2 separate regions of the Pan troglodytes genome follow, and region 1 is linked to region 2. Evidence: chromatin contacts called from public Hi-C data. All regions are on one chromosome and are shown on one strand. The core of a region is the stretch at or near the end of the contact, and the rest is flanking DNA. Distances in the headings are between cores, read along the strand shown.

Region 1 (4,972 bases), core at 1,646-4,145, 200 kb before region 2:
TTTAAAAGCTCCGTGGTGTTCTCTTTCTCTTTTGAAGGCCTCAGGAAAGATTTAGGATCTGTGTGTTCAATTGAATTGCTATTGTTTGAACTTTAAAAACCAGAGCTGACCTTTGGAGAAGAGGAGAAGGGTAGCTTTGTGTCTTTCTTCAGTGCAAGACTCAACTGAGTTTTAAAAGTCACAGCTGCTGGACCAAATTGAAGATGGTTTCATCCCCAAGGGCGATAGCCCCGGAAAGCTCAGAGTAAGTTACAACAGGACTGGAGAGAGACGGCACCAGGTCTGCTGCTGTTTTCACTACTGTGAGCCTTACATGAAAGCCAGATCAAGAGTTGGGGGCTGGAGGAAAGAAATCAGGACAGTAGGATGGCAAGTTCCCTGCTTTCAAAGGGGTCCTGAGATAGGGTTCTGAAGAGGGGAATGCATTCCGGAATCCACTGATAGTTACTAAGAAAAGACACAAGTCAATAAGATAAATATTGATGGAACATCCAGTGGATTTTTCATGGCTGCTCACCGGGACGCTGTCATCCCTCAGTGTAGAAGGTATTCAGGGACGGGAAGAGGTTCCTGAGGATGAGTGGATAGAAGTGGGTTGTGGTACAGTATGCAAGTATGAGCTTGCCTTTGTGGAAGGGGGAATGGAGTCTGTATCTATTTAGAGCATGTAAACTCATGAGCTGGAGGGGAGCCGTATACCTCACATGTGAGGTATAGCAGAGAGCAGGGACAAGGGAGAGAAGCAGATACCTAGAGACAAAGAGAACCAGTCGTGAGAACCTGCATGGAGTCCGTTGTTCTTATCAGGGGTCCCACAGCCCTTCGGTAAATCCCTCTTTGTCTCCTGGGCTGGCCTGAAGTGGGATCAGTTATTTGCCACATTGAGAATTCTGAGACATTTAGCACTGCCGTGATCACGCCCATTTTCCAGATGCAGAAACAAAGGCTGAGAGAAGCCACGCAACTTGGAAGTAAATGGTGAAGTTCAGATTCGAACCCAGGTCATCTGAGCTGAATACTGATATTTGCCACGTTGCTGGAGCCAGGGGCTTCCAGGAGTTGCTTGGAGGTGACTCTGAGGCACCTGACTCTGTTAGGGCATCAACAGAAAACCGTGGTACCTCAAGGGATTTCAAAAGAGATTTTCTTAATGGAGGGTCTGCTCCTGGTCTGAGTTTAGGGAAACAAGGGATGTTGAGGCACGCAGGCACTAGCAGCAGTGGGGAGCTGTTATGCCCTCCAGTGGAAGGCCATGGAAGAGTGTTTCCAGCTGCTGGGGAGAAGGGCAGCGTGGAGGAGGGCCACCGACTGAAGCCCCTGCCAGAACCATGGGGAGGGAGGGAGAGAAGAATGTGGGGGATAAATATTCTACACTTTGCCTCCCCACTGCCCCACCCCCCACAACCCCCATCTCCTGCCACTGTCGGCTATTGGCTGGATCAACCAGGAAGTGGAGGACCAGGGATCCCAGGCAGTGCGGTCCCGAGGGCTCAGCCTTCCAGGGGGTAGGGCCAGGCAGGGAATGTTCGGGAAGCGGATGGAAATACCCTAACCAGCACACCACTCACCCTGCGGAGTCCAGCTGAGTCCTAAATGCCTTTATGAGCAGGACTCAGGGGAGCCCGGTGTGGATAAAGGGGCTTCCTGGAGAAGCAGCTGAGTGGAGAGAGGGAGGGGCTGCCCCTCCCTGGCTTGTCCCCTGGAGGTGGTGTCCCTCTATACCACCCACTCCTTCTCCCTCCCCTTGCCCCTTTCTCCCATTTTTTTGTCTCCATAGATTCTACTTTCTTTCTCTTTTCCCATAAAAGGAAACCCATGGAGGAAAAGGGCGGCAGGGGCCACTGCAGGGATCTCCCCTCACCCAAACTCCCCCTCCACGTACACCTAACAGGCATGGGACACATGTGTGTTGCAGCTATGATTATTTATTTATTTATTTTTAGAGACAGGGTCTTGCTCTGTCACCCAGGCTGGAGTGCAGTGGCACAGTCATAGCTCACTGCAGCCTTGAACTCCTGTGCTTGAGTGATCCTCTGCCTCAGCCTCCTGATTAGCTGGGACTACAAGTGTATGCCACCGCACCTGGTTAATTTGTCTATTTTATTGTAGAGACAGGGACTCGAGATGTTGTCTAGGCTGGTGTTGAACTCCTGGGCTCAAGTGGTTCTTCTGCCTCAGTCTGCCAAAGCGCTGGGATTACAGGCATGAGCCACCATGCCCAGCCTTTGCACATATGAATGAAGCAGGGGGGTGAGATCAAGGCTGGGAGAGACTTGGAATGGCAGTTCTGAGACAAGGATCTGGGCACAGGAGGTTTATGTGTCAGGTGATTCCCAGAGGCACAAGGGAGGGGAGGGGAAAGGGGGACAGGAGACAGGGAGCCAACAGTGGCTGCATTAAAAGCCTGTTACTAGTGTGGGCGCCTGGACTCCATTCTGTTGGAATCATCTGAGGACATAAGCCAAACTCTTATTGGTGAGGTTTGCTGTGGACAGCATTAAACCCTCATCAGTTCTGGGCTGTTCTACAGACAGTGGGAGTGATGGCACATCTTTGTACCCATCACTGGTGGGTTGCAGGGTGGGGAAAGGCTGGTGGCAGGGGCCCTGATTAGGGGAGAGCCTGAATAAGCCCTTCAGCTGAACTTAGAGGGGTGAGGAGCCTTCAGAGAGGCTGGAGGCTGCGCACACGTCGCCAGTGAGTGCCCGTGAGCCTGGAAGTGGCTGCTGCTTGCTGGACACACTGGAGTCTGGCAGGGTCAGCTGAGCAGCTCTTGTCTCCTCGGCTGTCCAGCCAGCCTGGCAGCCTCCTGGGACCTTTGATGACTTGATCCCAGTGCCTGGTGGAGGAAGGGAGGCGGTGGGCCCTCCAGGCCAGGCCACACAGACCAGCCTTTGTGCCGTGTGGCCTACGGGAGGTGTAGGCTGTCTGCACGCTCAGCGCGGCTGGGCCTCAACACAGGCTCTCTTTGTGGTGCCCAGGAACCAGGAGGTGCGGGGGTGGGACATGGTGGTGGGAGGCGCAGGAGCAGGTTTCCCCGGGAGCAGCCACGTTGTGACGTGTTGGGGTGACTGCCCCAACAGAGACTTGGGGGAAGGTAGCAGGCTGGGCCAAGGGGCACCAGCAGCTTCCGGGGGCTGGGGGTGGAAGGTTCCTGGAGGAGGTTCCCTCTGGCCAGCCCCGGGATTCCACACAGCAGGCAGAAGCCACCTCCTACAAGCAGCCCTCCAGGCCCACCTGCCTGGCCTGAGCTTAAGCCCCTCCTGACTCTAATTCTTGCTAATTAAAGCTGCCCAATGACTCAGGGCCCTTGGAACCTGCCACTGGGCCTTTAACATCTCAGGAGCCACGGTTTCAAATGCACAAGCATGAATGTTTATAAGGTTTGTTCTGGCAAGATTCCTGGTCAACTGAAAGGGTCTGTGTGGGTCCATGGCATCTTAAGGCCCAGACCAGCTCCTCCTTGACCATTTTCCTGGCCTCATCCCCTGCTCTGTAATTTGCTCACATGGTCCTGCCAGGCAGGGCCAGCCTCATGGGCTTGTGACCTGTGGAGTCACACGGGGTCCCATGCCCAGATGAGCCCTTGCACTTGGCTTCATACTCTGTTGTCACTATCTTGGAATTCTTAATACCTTTTGAACAAGGGGCCCACATTTTCATTTTGCACTGAACCCCACAAAAATATAGCCAGTCCTGCCTCAGGGCTCAGGGAGGGGACAGGAGAGCTCTCAGTCATAGCTCGAGAGAGTCCTTAGCCCACCTCCCCAACCTCTCCCTGACTCAGGCCTCCATCACCATGGGGGGGCTAAGTGACAGTCTCTCCTTTTTTTTGAGACAGAGTCTCGCTCTTATTGCCCAGGCTGGAGTGCAATGGTGCGATCTCGGCTCATTGTAACCTCCACCACCCGGGTTCAAGCAATTTTCCTGCCTGAGTCTCCTGAGTAGCTAAGATTACAGGTGCTCGCCACCATGCCCGGCTAATTTTTGTATTTTTAGTAGAGATGGGGTTTCACCATGTTGGCCAGGCTGGTCTCAAACTCCTGACTTCAGGTGATCCTCCGGCCTTGTCCTCCCAAAGTGCTGGGATTACAGACGTGAGCCACTGCGCCCGGCCAAAGTGACAGTCTCTTAAGCACTTTGTGGACATCAACTTACTCTGAAACCTCCTGCACAATTATTTTTTTAAAAATAATTGCTTCATTAAAATTATATACACTTATTGTGAAATTTTAAACAATGTAGAAAAATACCAAGAAGAAAGTGAAGAAAAAATGATTCAAATTCCATTATGAAGAGATCACTGTTATTAGCATTTTGGTGAACTTTATTATGGTGCTCTGTGTGTGTGTGTGTATTTATATATATTTATATTCACACCCATATATATGTATCTACACACATTTACCTACATATAGTTTTATGTAAATGGGATCATAATGTACATATTATATGTCTGTGTGTGTATATATATTTAACAATATATTAAGTTTTGGGCAGTTCAAGGTCCAGGACCTATAGATTTATTTCACTAATTCTGACAGTTGCATGGAGTTCCATTGCACTTTAAACCATCAAAAATGACTGACCCAGTCCCCTGTAGCTGCATGTGGCAGCGGCTGCCACATGTTCACTCTTAAAAACAAGGCCATGGTGTCTGGGCGCGGTGGTTCATGCCTGTAATCCTAGCACTGTGAGAGGCTGAGACAGGCATATCACCTGAGGTCAGGAGTTCGAGACCAGCCTGGCCAAGATGGCAAAACCCCATCTCTACTAAAAATACAAAAATTAGTCAAGTGTCGTGGCAGGCACCTGTAATCCCAGCTACTCAGGAGGCTGAGGCTGGAGAATCGCTTGAACCTGAGAGACAAAGGTTTTAGTGAGCCGAGATTGTGCCACTGCACTCCAGTCTGGGTGACAGAGAGAGACTCTGTCTCAAAAAAAAACAAACAAAAAACAAGGCTATGTTGAA
Region 2 (4,562 bases), core at 841-3,340:
GGGGGCGGGGGTTAAAGTCCCCCCAGAAGGAGCCGTTAACCATTGAGGACTGGGAGTGGCTGGATAAATAACCAGGTCCTCACCCCTCAGCTGGGACGTCTCTGGGGTGTGTTCTACACAGTTTCACAGCATCCCCAGAGACGCCGAGCCCTGTGTGCCCACACCAGTCACAGGCTTGATGTTGGTCCCCTTATTGGCTCTTGCTCATCCCACTTCTCCACCAATGTTTCTTATGATTATCCCCCAAATGAATGATTGAACAAACCCTACTGCCAGGATCTGCTTCTGGAAAAAGATAAACAGTGAACAGGATAAAGGAGGTCCCTGTCCCTGGACAGGCCCTTGAGGGCAGCTGGGTCTTCACTGGACCTATGTGTCATTCTAGGCTGCTTGCCCAGCTTAGCACTGTATACCGGGCACTCCACAAACACCGGTGAATGAATGAATGAATGAATGAATGAGTGAATTTCCTCCCTGAAACCCAGAGGAAGGAGTGATTGTCCTAAAGGAGTATACCCATGTTCAGAAAAGTTAGATGGCCCAGCCCTGGTCAAGTAGGACTCATTGGTAGCAATTGCCAGCCAGAAGCTGGGATTCTTGACTTTCATTTGAAGCCGGGTCTCACTGCTGGAAAATGACTGAGTGTTCAAGAGTTAATCCAGGTTAATTCCTGCTGATTAATCATTAATGGGCTAAGGAACCGCCAAGATTAAAAATAGGAATGACCAGTTTAATTTCAACCCAATCGCTCTTTATTCCCCATGAAGGCTTGTATTTTTCACATCTTTCTAACAACAGCTAGTACAGTACTAGTGACAAATGGGGACAGGGAAGATTGAAAATTGTCCAAGAAATAGATGTTAGGCACGGGATTCTGCAGCAACGGGAGCTAGGGAAGTGATGTGGGGCAGTCTAGGCAGCCTTTGGTTGCTCAGAATCCAAAATTCCAAAGAAGCTGGCTTTGGCTCAAGTTCAAAGGGTTGGCTTTAAGAGACGCTGACATAATGGTTAAAAATCAAGCCTAAAATTATTTTAATTTAAAGACTTGACTAATTATGAAGACTGAGTGTCGGCTGACATTGGGGAGAAAGTCAGGGAATGAGGAAGTACCAGTTGCTCCGTTTTGTGGGACACGGATGAGTTTTCTTAGGTTAGAACCTCTCACCTTCCCCAACGCATGGAATAAAACGCCACAGAGTGGATTGTAATTATTGCTCTGCCGGCTGTGATTTGGTTGAGTATCTTAAATAGACCGTGCCTCAGTTGTACCCTCCCTAACAACGAGGGCGATGACATCCGCTTCAATTCCTCGTGCACTTTCTGGCTCTTTCACCCCAATTCCTCCATTTACTCAAGGAAATTCCTTCTGGTGCTGATTGCAATCTCTTTGATGATAAGAACTTGCTCTCCCTGGGCTGACCCCCAGCAGAGCTTGTCCTCATACCCGGCGGCCCGAGGGGGCGCTGCTTCGGGGGAAGTTAGTTGGGTTTAAATAAAGCAGCTTCCTTGGCTGTTCGCGGTTGCGCAACCCTGTTCAGCCACCGCCATGTCAGCCCAGCGGTATCCAGAGGCGCAGGCCCGGGGCCGCCGGGACCCGAACCTTCTGCTTCCCGCCTAGGCAGAGCCGGATCCTAGTCAGAGACTGCTGGGAGAGCCGCGGGCCCAGAGTGGGCGGAGCTGGCCGGAGACCCCCCCCTCGGTGGGCGGGGCGTTCCTGCTCCGCTCCGCCCCGCGCACGGCCGAGCGCCGCGCCGCTCGGCCCCGCCTCTCCCGGCCCTGCCCCCTTCACCTCCCCGCAGCTCCTCCCCTCTCCCATTGGCCGAGGTGGAGACCCTCCTCTCTGCCCAATGGCCGCCGCCGCGGCTCGGCCACCCGCGTCCTGACTGGCCAGCGACCGGCAGAGTGGCGGGGTGCGGACCAATGGAAAGAGGCGGCTCGATGAATGGCTGGCCCGGGTGGGGAAGGCAGGAGGCGGCGATCCCGGCGGAGGGGGCCGTTCGCCAGCTCTGAGGCAGAAAGTGCCACGACTCCACACGCGCGCACGCAGCCAGCAAGCGGCCGGAGCGGACGGCAGACGGGGCGGGCGGCGTCAGGGTCGCAGCGTCTACAGCTGCTCGGGGGCGGTTTCTTGGCGGAGGCTTGGCCGGCTCCTCTCTCCCGGCTCCGCGGCGGCTGCGAAGGCGGCGGCTCCTGCCCTCTCGCTTTCCCTCTCGCGTCTCTGGCTGCAGGTAAGAAACTTGGCCGGGCCCTGCAGCGGCCGCGCGCGGGCTGGGCCGTCGGGGGGCCGGGGCCGGCCGCGCTGCGCCGCGAGTGACACGTCTCCTCGGCGGCCCCTCCCCCGGCCCGCCCGCCGCCCGCCGCCCGCCGCCGCGGCCGTGCACCATCGGGGTCGGGGTCGGACTCGGGGCGGGGGTGCCGGGCAAGCGCCGTACCGGGGCGTAGGCAGGGCGCGCCCCGTGGTGTGGACCCCGCGGCCCTCGCCGTCGGGGGAGCTGCGGCGGCAGGCGGGCGCGACGTGGCGACCGCTCCCTGCCTCCCTCCCTCCCGGCAGGGCCGTCGGGCCGGCCAGCGCGCTCCGAAGTTGGGCGAAGAAAGTTGGCGGCGGGGCGGGGCGGCGCACAGCTGGCGGAGGAAGGGGTTAAGTTTCGGGAAGCCGCCGGATGACGTTGCCGGGCTGGAGTCCGGGCCGGAGGGGTGGGGGTGCGGGCGGAAGGCGGCGGAGGCCGGCCGAGGGGAGGAGGGCGGGATTGAATGGGGGCCCACGGGCCGAGCGCGCCGGTCCTGGGCCGCGGCCCGCTGGCGCTTCGCGGGGCTGGGACGGTCCCCGACGGGGTGGGCCGGGGTCGCAGGGCTCGCGGCGCAGGGACCGGGTCTGTCCATGGTACGGACGCCGGGCGGCCGCGGTGGCAACTTCCCGGAGTGCGGGAGGCGGCTCCCTGCTCCCCCTGGCGGCGGGGCCGGGGCCACCGTTTCCCCGGCTGGGCTGCGCGGAGCCTAGCTCGAGGGCTCCCGGCGGGGGGACGAGGGCGCCCGGGGCCCGCCCCGCCCGCGGCCACGATGAATGGGCCGGCGGTGCCAGCCCCGGGCGGAAGCGGACACCTCCGGGCCGGCCAAGCGCTCTGGCACCCGGCCTGGTGCCCGCCCCGGCCCGGCCGGCTCTCCCGCTGCGCCCTGATTAGGGGAGGCAGGCCGGGGTCTGCGCTTCCAGTAGGGCGCCCGCAATGCTTCAGGGACCCCTCTCCGAATGATAAGTCGCGAGTTTTAGCTCTAGAGTGTCCCGGCTGGCGAGGGTGACCCCGACCAAGTTGTTTCGTTCGGGGTCTCCATTTCCTGGTCTGCAAATCGGGGCTCCTGTTAGCTTCGATTTGCGAGGAAAGCTGTGGAGACCCAGCACTTGTAGGAAGGAGCCACAAGTGTTGGCTGTTCAGTTGGGATGCTTTTGTTGGGGGGTGCTGGACACGGGAGGAAGGTGGGGCCTGGCTCCGGCACTGCGGCGGGCGCGGGGCTGCAGAAGTTGCACAGCCAGGGTTCTACACCCCGGACCACGTACTGGCCGCCTACTCGCAGGTCCCATAGCTCCTCTGAACCCTAGTTTCTTATCTGTGGCCTGAAGACAGCACCACCCACTCACAGGGTCGGGAACCACGCCGGGAAGTGCTGGGACCTTGTACAAACAGAAGGCAATTTGGCAATTACTCTGAGAGGTCAGAGGTTAGGAAAGACTGGGAAGCACCAAGGAAATGAAACTCTGAGGGACCTGAGGAGCCTCCCACGTCACTGCTCAGCTATTCACTCTGCGTGCTGGAACCTTCAGGGTAGGGGCCATCTGGATGGCATTTTCAGGAATTTGGAGAAATGGGCCTGGTAGGGCCTCATATCTCACATTAGATACCTCTTCAGAACTGGGTGTCCCCAGAGACCCAGGACGTCTGTCTGGCACTCCCAGGAAGAACAACTGCGAATGTTACCCCGCCCTGTGCAGCTGGGGGGCATTCTCCCACTGCCCCGCCTCCCTCCTCACACTCCTTGTTTGATTTAACTTCCTGTTAATCCGACACCTGGAGAAATCTGTGACCCTGCAGCATGTCACTTACTGTGTGATGTCTTGACTCGTTTACGAACTTGCCAAAGGTCATTCCCACTATCATCTGCCAACCTCTTTCCCTTCCAGAAAGAAGCTTCCGGTTCTGAGGTCCTGGAGGTGCCATTTCCCTCTCTGTTGAAGCAAAGGCCGGGGCAGACCTCCTAGTAGGTGAAGTTTTCCTTTTACATGGAGCACCGCAAAGCCGGCTTGCAGGGATCTTGGACCAGTGGAGGCCTGGAGGAGGCTAAGGTTGGGGGAGGGGAAACCAGAAAGGGATCTTGGGGTTTAGAAGGAGAGGGTTTAGAGCTCTAGGCACTATAACAACTCTCACCTTTCATACTTAGGAATCTGCCTGTGAACATTTACAGAGAGATTAAGAAGTTACAGTGGTTCATGGTGTATGAGTATTTTTTGGTGATGGAAGAGTTTTAAATAAATCTTAAATCAAGTCACATTTGAGCAATTATGCTCTTTAATG

What was found. Hi-C and Micro-C count contacts between places; a contact is called where the count stands out from the background.
Region 1: a contact with region 2 is called in a Hi-C map of stem cell-derived neural progenitor cells, with 2.4 times the contacts expected there. The contact joins the enhancer-like site here to the promoter of RRBP1 in region 2. A contact is called at or near these places in 2 of 7 Hi-C or Micro-C datasets (induced pluripotent stem cells and stem cell-derived neural progenitor cells) and 1 of 1 datasets of contacts at active chromatin or transcription factors (stem cell-derived excitatory neurons).

The regions. Positions count from the first base shown.
Region 1 is chr21:24,397,529-24,402,500 of NHGRI_mPanTro3-v2.0_pri, reverse strand. LOC129138238 (a long non-coding RNA gene) reads left to right here. Exons shown (of 2, transcript XR_008541383.2): 2 at 1-4,972. Among named protein-coding and RNA genes, the nearest start is that of SNX5, 86 kb to the left of the region's middle. Within about 2 kb of position 2,895, at least 9 of the 24 cell types and tissues checked have an H3K27ac peak or open chromatin away from gene starts, as enhancers often do. A contact at or near this core is called in induced pluripotent stem cells and stem cell-derived neural progenitor cells, where this site is marked.
Region 2 is chr21:24,197,654-24,202,215 of NHGRI_mPanTro3-v2.0_pri, reverse strand. It overlaps RRBP1 (ribosome binding protein 1), which reads left to right and starts at 2,090. Exons shown (of 26, transcript XM_063803129.1): 1 at 2,090-2,228; 2 at 4,172-4,248.